Regions from separate parts of the Mus musculus genome. Here regions 1 and 3 are each linked to region 2. A link is a contact called in public HiChIP or PLAC-seq data. All regions are on one chromosome and are shown on one strand. Each heading gives the region's core, a stretch centred on a gene start, on an enhancer-like site or on the middle of the called end of the contact. The rest is flanking DNA. Distances are from core to core; before and after follow the strand shown. Region 1 overlaps Skap1 (src family associated phosphoprotein 1). Region 2 holds the start of Hoxb5 (homeobox B5). Region 3 overlaps Skap1 (src family associated phosphoprotein 1).

Evidence for each region. HiChIP or PLAC-seq counts read pairs in DNA pulled down with a chosen protein or histone mark.
Region 1: a contact with region 2 is called in an H3K27ac HiChIP or PLAC-seq map of embryonic stem cells, with 8 times the contacts expected there. The contact joins the enhancer-like site here to the promoter of Hoxb5 in region 2. A contact is called at or near these places in 12 of 39 promoter capture datasets (the 3T3-L1 cell line, the C10 cell line, the HPC-7 cell line and 5 more), 2 of 15 datasets of contacts at CTCF or cohesin (embryonic stem cells and stem cell-derived epiblast-like cells), 4 of 484 Hi-C or Micro-C datasets (embryonic stem cells and nephron progenitors), 17 of 115 datasets of contacts at active chromatin or transcription factors (craniofacial prominence, embryonic basal ganglia, embryonic forebrain and 10 more) and 3 of 9 other capture datasets (adipose tissue, liver and pancreatic islet).
Region 3: a contact with region 2 is called in an H3K27ac HiChIP or PLAC-seq map of stem cell-derived stembryo, with 7 times the contacts expected there. The contact joins the enhancer-like site here to the promoter of Hoxb5 in region 2. A contact is called at or near these places in 18 of 39 promoter capture datasets (the 3T3-L1 cell line, 3T3-L1-derived adipocytes, the C10 cell line and 11 more), 2 of 15 datasets of contacts at CTCF or cohesin (the NIH/3T3 cell line and large pre-B cells), 1 of 484 Hi-C or Micro-C datasets (female germline stem cell-derived STRA8 germ cells), 18 of 115 datasets of contacts at active chromatin or transcription factors (T-cell acute lymphoblastic leukemia, bone marrow-derived macrophages, cardiomyocytes and 12 more) and 2 of 9 other capture datasets (embryonic trunk and pancreatic islet).

What each region holds. Positions count from the first base shown.
Region 1 is chr11:96,692,197-96,694,896 of GRCm38.p6, reverse strand. The region is part of intron 4 of Skap1 (src family associated phosphoprotein 1); the gene reads right to left. Among named protein-coding and RNA genes, the nearest start is that of Snx11, 84 kb to the left of the region's middle. Within about 2 kb of position 1,351, at least 5 of the 459 cell types and tissues checked have an H3K27ac peak or open chromatin away from gene starts, as enhancers often do. A contact at or near this core is called in embryonic stem cells, where this site is marked.
Region 2 is chr11:96,302,140-96,304,839 of GRCm38.p6, reverse strand. It overlaps Hoxb5 (homeobox B5), which reads right to left and starts at 1,328. Exons shown (of 2, transcript NM_008268.2): 1 at 665-1,328. The coding sequence starts at 1,226. The region is part of intron 1 of Hoxb5os (homeobox B5 and homeobox B6, opposite strand); the gene reads left to right.
Region 3 is chr11:96,641,384-96,644,083 of GRCm38.p6, reverse strand. The region is part of intron 4 of Skap1 (src family associated phosphoprotein 1); the gene reads right to left. Among named protein-coding and RNA genes, the nearest start is that of Gm38960, 100 kb to the right of the region's middle. Within about 2 kb of position 1,438, at least 46 of the 459 cell types and tissues checked have an H3K27ac peak or open chromatin away from gene starts, as enhancers often do. A contact at or near this core is called in T-cell acute lymphoblastic leukemia, embryonic limb bud, hematopoietic stem and progenitor cells and 3 more, where this site is marked.

The sequences.
Region 1 (2,700 bases), core at 102-2,601, 390 kb before region 2:
CAGCACAGGGCTAATGGCGTAGGAGGCCACCTGATTCCCCTACGAAAACGGCGCAGCCCTTGTAGAACAAACCAGGTGCTTGCTAACTCCTACCACATGCAGCAGGTTTGGTCTCTTGCTAACTCAACCTGAAAAGACCAAGAGTTTTTGGAATAATGTTTTTTGCTTTCCCCCAACTTGACTTTTCTCATCGATCTTCTTCCTTTTAATTTAAGTTCAATTGCCTTGAAAAGAAACCAAATCCACTCAACCCTAAAGACCGAGAGCTACAGGGGTGGCGGTGGGGGCTTTCAGGTAAGAGGGTGCACAGCCAGCTTCTGGGGAATCTGGCTGGCTGAGGCTGGAGAAAATCTGGTATTTGAAGACTGGAAATGGTCAGGTTCCATCTTCATTCCAACTCCCTAACTGAAGGCGTCTGTCTGTCTGCTGAGCTGTGCAAAAAACATATACTTTCTTAAGAATATTAAACTAAAATTTATGCATATATATGTGTGTGTGTATGTAAATGTACACACATATACACATACACACTTGCACACACACACAGTGGCCAGGAGAGGGTACTAGACCTCCTGGAGATGGAGTTACAGGCAATTGTGAGCTGTTGGGAATTACATACAAGTCCTCTGGACGAACAGCCCGTGTTCCACTGAGCCATCTCTCCAGCCCCTGTGACCTTCTTTAGCAAGACCAGTTGTGCTTATCCTTGGTCTCTCGTTTTTCTGGGTTAACTTTCTCCCCTTATTGCCAAGTTTTGGGAACCAGCCAACAGTAGTCTGTCTGTGGTACAGGCAAGGACCGTGCATCTTCTGGTGCTGAGAGCTGACTTTCCGTGACCTTCTGTTGCTCTGTGCTACACTCACGTAATGTTTTACCTCCTGTGGTCCCATGGCTAGCCACTTGGATTCTCACCCAGTCCAGCATGCTTTTCTGCCATGGTGCTTTGCTCATCAAAGGGTTTAGATAGACACACGAGACACAAAGACAGAGAAACCACTCCACAGATAGCTTTAAATGCAATGGATGTGTTTGTGGAGAAAAGGCCCAGTGTTGACAAAAGGCAGGCGGTGAACACAGGACAGCTGTCTTAGGGTTTTCTTGCTGAGAAAAGACACCATGACCACGGCAACTCTTTATAAAGGAAAACATTTCACTGGGACTGGCTTATAGTTCAGAGGTTTAGTCCATTATCATCATGGCGGAGAAGCACGGTGTCACACAAGCAGACGTGGAGCTGGAGAAGGGACTGAGACTTTTACATCTTGATCCGGAGACAAAAGAATGAAGACTGTCGGGGTAGGCCCAGTTTGAGCGTATAGGACCGCAAAGTCCCGCCTCCACAGTGACGCACTTCCTCTAACAAGACCACACCTCCTAATAGTGCTACTCCCTATGGGGGAAGAAGCAGTCAAACATGCGAGTCTGTGGGGGCCATTCCTATTCAAACCACTACATCGTTCAAGTTCATCTCCACTGTGGAGAAAGCCAGGCAAGGCATTGGATTCAGACACAGTGGTGAAACTTCTGTGAGAACAATGGAGAACTTTCTTAAGGAGAAACACAGAAGAGATCTGTGGCCTCTGGGGACGCTCTTCTCTCACACCTTAGGACAAAGGCCTTCTGCTTCCAGCTGTGGTAACCTCGATAAACCAAGGCTGACAGCTAAGTAAATGGTAGCACCCAGCTTCGTCCAGCAGGTGCAAGTGGGTCATCTTTTTTTTTTCCTAAAGATTTTTATGTATATGTAAGTACACTGTTGCTCTCTTTGGACACACCAGAAGAGGGCATCCGATCCCATTACAGATGGTTGTGAGCCACCATGTGGTTTGGTGGGGATTGAACTCAGGAAGAGCAGTCAATGTTCTTAACCACTGTGCCACCTCTCCAGCCCACAGGTGGCTTAGTTTAAAGAATGGGTAACTTGATGCAACCCTTGCCTGTTATTCCAGGTACCCTGACACGTTCTGATTAGTTGAAGGGCATGGGTTTTGAATTATTGTAGAATAAGAACAGATTTAAAGTTTCTCTAGAACGGTGTGACTCATTTGCATTCTGATACGCTTTTTTTTAAGGAGGAGAGTCAATTAAAGGAAGCCATGAGTTATCTTAGTTATGCCGCAGTCTGTAGTCACTAAACAAATCTGTACTTTCATAATTGATGCAGTCAAAGACCTCCAAAGCTCTTTATTTCCTTGGAAACAATAATTGGATTCCCTCAGAACTGCAGTTGTTCCTTGGAAATGAGTTGAACATATGGATGTCAGTAGACATGCCTTATGGCCTAGGGTCCACACCATCTAGACCACGACTGCGCTGGTGTCTGTAATGCAGCTTCATTTTTGACTTAGAAATCCATCCTTATTTGGTGCTAGGACTTTGAAATGGGCTTGTGGGTTTGTATACTTATTTGACTTCCAGATGGTGGCGCTGTTAGGCGGGGAGATTGTGGAGCCTTTAGAAAAGGGGGTCTGGCTGGCAGATTTAGGCCTCTAGGGAGGGCCTTTGGGAGTGGTAGCCCAACTCTGTTGACTTGGTTTTCTGCTTCTTCCTCTACCGGGTTGAGCATCCCCACTGCCATGAGCTCTGCTGTGCCTTCCCCACTATGATGGGGGAGACTGTGAGCCCAAGTAGGCTTTATCCTGTGAGGAGCGGGTGCGGCCGCCGCTCCAAGATGGCGCCCCGGATGGCTGCCAGGTCTTA
Region 2 (2,700 bases), core at 79-2,578:
GGGGGCACTGAGTGGGAGGGGGCGGGGAGCAGGACCCAGGCGTCCCCAGCACCCAGCTCACCGCAGCTCCCATCCTCCTCACCCCAGATGCCTGCATCCAGCCTCTATTTCTTCATACCCCCCCTTCTCCAGCAGCCCCCACTTCTGATGGTAGTGAATGCTCCCGGCTTTGTCTCTGGCTCCTTCCCAGTGCCTCACCCTAGGCTGGGTTCAGGCGGCAGCTCGCCCGGGAGGGAAGAGAGCCACTGCACTTTTGCCCTAGAAAGCTCCGTTTATAGCCCATTCCCCCTTTGCTAGCAGCAGTCTCAAAATTTCTGTAATAATCAGGACCCTTCCTCACAATACACAAATCCCATCTTTCATCCTAAAGCCGGTGACTGGCTAGGTAAACAAAACCTAAGCTGAACGTGGCAACAAACTGGCCTTTTTTTTTTTTTTTTAAATGCCTACGCCCAGAAAACAACACTGTTTGGCTCTATCTATGGAGCTGTGGGGACCCTTTCTGACACTTTTCCCTCTTGATGGCAAAAAAAAAGAAAGAAAGAAAAAGAAAAAAAGAAAAGAAAAAAGGGATCTATATTTGAGGCAAAGCCAAGCTTTGCTCGCCCCCACCCCCAACACAGGGCAGGAATGCGGAGAGGACAAAAAAGAGATGGAGAATTACCGTGGCTGATGTGAAGCTTCCTCATCCAGGGGAATATCTGTGGAGTCTGCCCCTCGGGCGCGGCCGTAGAGGTGGCCATGGGCTCTGGCTGTGCTCGAGCCAAGCTGGGGCTGCTTAGCTGGCTCGCCGCTTCCTCGGGCTCAGAGGACGCGCTGGCCTCGTCTATTTCGGTGAAATTGGCGCTGGAGCTGGCTGGGGTCGCCTGGTCGGAAGGGGACGAAGCAGAGGGCTTGGCGCCGTGGCTGTCGCCGTTAGTGCAGGGCAGGGACTCGGGCGAGGACAGGGAGCAGCTGGACGTCGCCTGCCTGAAGCGGGGTTCCTGGGCGGACGCGGGGAAGGCGCGCGAGCTCTCGCCCACCGCCCCAAAGTGGCTGGAGGAGGCCGAGGAGCGGTTGACGCTGAGATCCATCCCATTGTAATTGTAGCCGTAAGAGCCGGTGTGCATGGCAGCGGGATCCCTGTAAGAGCCGCTCAGAGAGCTGCCACTGCCATAATTTAGCAACTGATAGTCCGGGCCATTTGGATAACGCCCCGAGAAGGAGTTTACAAAGTACGAGCTCATTTGGGTGATTTTGGAGGGCTTGATTTGTGGATCGTGGTCGTTATAACCCTGTGCTTCACGATTTATGATGTATTAATGAATTATAGCGATGCACTGTACTTCGTTTTGCTATGTATGCGGCCAAATATGGGGGGGGTTAGAAGGGGGATGGGGGGGCGTTAGGGAATCACGTGCTTTTGTTGACCAGTCGTAAATTCTCACTGATGACCTCAAGAGGTAATTCATGCTCTATGGTTACAAATAATGACGATCGGAGAATCGTTAGGGCCGATTCAATGCGAGCCTCCGAGAGGGGGGGAGAAAGTGAGAAGGGGGAAAAACAGGGAGAAGGTTGACGTTGGCCTCTGAGCAGAGCGCGCCACCTCCCGGCGATTGACGGGAGCGCGGGCCGCAGGCCGCCATGGCGGCTTCGGCAACCTCTTTGCTGGCTCTGTGCAACCGCCAAGCCAAGAAAGAAACCCGGCCCGCAGCTCACTCACAGGCTTGAACCTTTAGGAAGATGGATTTGAGTCTTTTGCCTACTTCGTTAGGGTGCGGCTATCCCCTCTATTTGTGGCCTCTCTGACATTATCATCACCATTATTATTTTAACTCTGGGTAATATAATCAAAATGAAGTTGCTTGATCTTCCCTCCTTAGGCTTTGCCAGTCCCCAACTTGGGTAAGGAAATGGGGGGAAGGATTATAAGTTGTGTGTGAAAAACAATTATAAGAATTTTGTTAGCTCAGCCAGGTCTGCTTCTTGGCTAGGCTTCAGCGGCGGGTCCACAACACGAGAGAGAGCCGCAGGACTAGGCTGGAGGGAGGCTGGAAAAGGCAGGGAAGCTCTTCGTTCTCCTGGGCCCCTGGGAAGTTTGGATTTTTCCTTCTGACCTCTCATCCTTAGCCTAGGCCTAGGAACCGAGGTAAACAGGGACCCTAGAAGAGAAAGATGGTCGGTCGGCCAAAGACTAGAGAGACAACCGTCTGAGCGGTTAAGGTTTGGTGGTAACTCTTCTGCGGGAGTTTGGGGTTTAAACAGATCCCCTTTAACAAGCTCGCCAGATGCCAGCTATCTCATTCAGAGACCAAATCCAAAGCCTTGTGTTGCTGGTGGCCAATAATTGGAGAATTTGCTCATGGCCTTACCGCCTTCCCTGGGAAGGTGTTCGGAAGACCGGCGGCCCCTTGCTGAGCTCGCTGGGCGGCCAGAGATCTCCGCAGCTGGGCCCCTTCTGCCAGACGGCTATTTTCTTTAAAAATAAAAAAAGGAGGGGGGAGAGGGAGAAGGAAGAAAAGAAAACGGGGCCTGAAGCTTGCTGCTCGGGTGTGGGTGGCAGTAAAGAGAAAATGAGCCATTTTGGGTTGAGAAGGTGAGACTAAAGGCGCCATCACCTGGACCCCTGCCCTCGGGTCTCCAAAGAGCAAGATAAAGTCGGGCCCTTGCAGCCTTCTGCTGCCGGCTTCCCATTCTCTTCCTGGCCACCGAGCTCCT
Region 3 (2,700 bases), core at 189-2,688, 340 kb before region 2:
AGTCGTCAGGTAGTCAGTTACAGAGCTGAAACTCATTCATACAACTCAACTGCAGTGTCTTCCATTTAAAAATATTACTGTGGAGTTCGCTGGAGGTGCCCAGGCCACCTTGTTCTCTCACCTTCCAACCTCTCCCTGCTCCCAGTGAAAATGAAGATAGGATCTTAGAGCTTACTCTGTACACACAGAAGTCCACCTGCCTCTGATTCTCTAGTGCTGAGATTAAAGTCGTGCGCCACCACTGCCTGGCTGAAGATAGGATCTAAAGGACACACGTAAGCTCAGTAGGGGGTGATTTAACTTCAAACAAAAAGTTTCCCCTTCTATTCTGTAAATCAGACAAACTCATGAATCTCTCTCTCTCTCTCTCTCTCGTGTGTGTGTGTGTGTGTGTGTGAGAGAGAGAGAGAGAGAGAGAGAGAATGAAATTTAGCAAACACCATGTTTTAGACATGGGATCTTTAAAAGGAAAGAAATCCTGGTTTTGCAACAGGGGAAAGAAATCACATTGAACTGATTCATCGATACCCACTCAAATAATGCCACTGGAGCTAAAGACTTTGATTTACACGTACTGTGTTGATTATTTGAGCAATTTAATATAAAATTTCATCTGTACTAATGGGCCTAGGGGAAGCACAAATAAAACCAAAGAAAGATAGTCATTCTGCAGTAAACTGGAAGTCTGATTAATATACAGAAAACACAGGTTTCAGCGGCGAGTGAGCAGTTGAGTAATAAGACAACTCCTACATTTTGGGCACTTCCACAAATGAATTGCCATCTCTAGACACTCCTAACCTGGATGGCTATAAGGAAGGGGTTAATCTTGCTTATATTACGTTTATAAGAGTTTTGATCTGAGCAGATACTGCCTCTGTTGGCTTCAAGGGTTTCTTTCTGTAGAAGAAAAAAGTTGAGAGGCAGGAAAGTATGAAAGGTAAATGAAAGTTAAGAAGCAAGGAATTAACTATATGAAAGTTATTCTTTCTCCCCACCGGCCAAGAAGTCAAGCCAGCGTCACTCTAGTTAAAACAGGGTTTGGTAATGCTTAGCCTAACCGCCCCACAGCGGCCAGCATTAATATGGCCGTGCTCTCATGGTAGTTAGCAGTCAAAGAGGCAGCAGGATGCGGGTGGCTTTCCTGGATCCACACAGTCAGCTCCAAGGAAGCCTTTCTCCAGCTTGAGTCACAAACCATCAAAACTGCCCCATCCCCACATTCCAGAAACAAAGTCTTTCCTTCCTCATCACCCCCTAAACAAAGGGGACAACAGCGCGTGTTGGGTGGGAACATCTTGAAATAAGCTATCACTGCCCAAATGGAAGGAAGTCACAAGGGGAGGCTGACGCCATAAAGGCAGGTCTATCCTATTGAAACCAGCAGATGGGGTCATAAACACTTCCTTCTCCTGCTAACAGCCACCAGTCAGCTTCATCTTTAGCTGCAGCTTCCTGTCAGGTCATAAATACCTCTCACTCAAGCCCCTGCTCACAGCTGGGCCTGGCCAGGCAAGTAGACTTCCTGTTAAAGCCAACAGAAGTGGATGGGAAGAAAGGAAGCTGGTGCGGATGGCAGTTGTATGTATTAAAGGAAGCTTGGGAACCCAAACGCTTAGCAACGGCCAGGAAGATGCACTTAGAGGAAGATGTGACCCCAGAGAACATGGGTCAGGGGGTTTGTTTAAGATTACACGTGCGCACACAGTAAAAGAGCTGAAGAGCATTGTGGGCTTGAAGAGCAGTGATTCTCAACCTGTGGGTCGTGACCCCCTTGGGAGGGGTGTCACATATTGGATATCCTGCATATCAGATGTTTACGGTGTGATTCATAACAGTAGAAAAATTACAGTTATGAAGTAGCAATGGAAATAGTTTTACAGTTGAGGGGGGGGTCACCACAACACGAGGCACTGTATTAAAGGGTCGCAGCCGCAGGAAGGCTGAGAACCGCTGGCTGCCGTAGAGCTTCCCTAGAGGCTACGAGGAGTCCCCTCATTTGTCTTTGATTCTGGATCCCTGAGCACATATAGGAAGAATGTAAGCACAGTTTTGGAATAAAGCCCTTTGTTTATGCCAGAGCTGGAGAAAGAGTGTAGCCTTCACTTTCTGAATTTGGGCACAGATGGAGGTGTGACCCTTTGACTCGGTCCTTCTTGGAGACAGTTTCATTCTTGTGGAAGCACCTGCCCGAGGGATGATTGGCAGCTCTGAGAGTCTCACAGGATACAACGAGAGAAGACAGTTCCCCAGTTGGCTACAGTAACTGTCCTTCTTGAATTTCAGAGATATTTACCATTTCCCAAAAGTAATTTAAGTGTTCATAAAGCTTATCCTACACTCTGATTTTTAAATTTTGATCCTATTTTCACATTTGTCTATTATTTATTTACTTATGGGGTAGCTGTTCTCCCCTCCCACGTGAGTTTCCAGGATCAAAAAATCAGGTTTCTGGGCAGGTGCTTTGCCCACTGGGCCACTTTGCTGGCCCTTGTTTCATCAGTTTTGAGACAGGCTCTTGTTATGTGGTCCATAGATCAGGCTAGCCCAGAACTTACTATGCAGCTTAGACTGACACATGAGGACCCTCCTGTTTCCATTTCCAAAGCAAGCGTTAGAACTACAAGCATACAGTGTCATGTCCAGCTTCTTTATTTTAATTTTCTTCAGCCCTTGTACTTGCTAGGCAGGCATTCTACC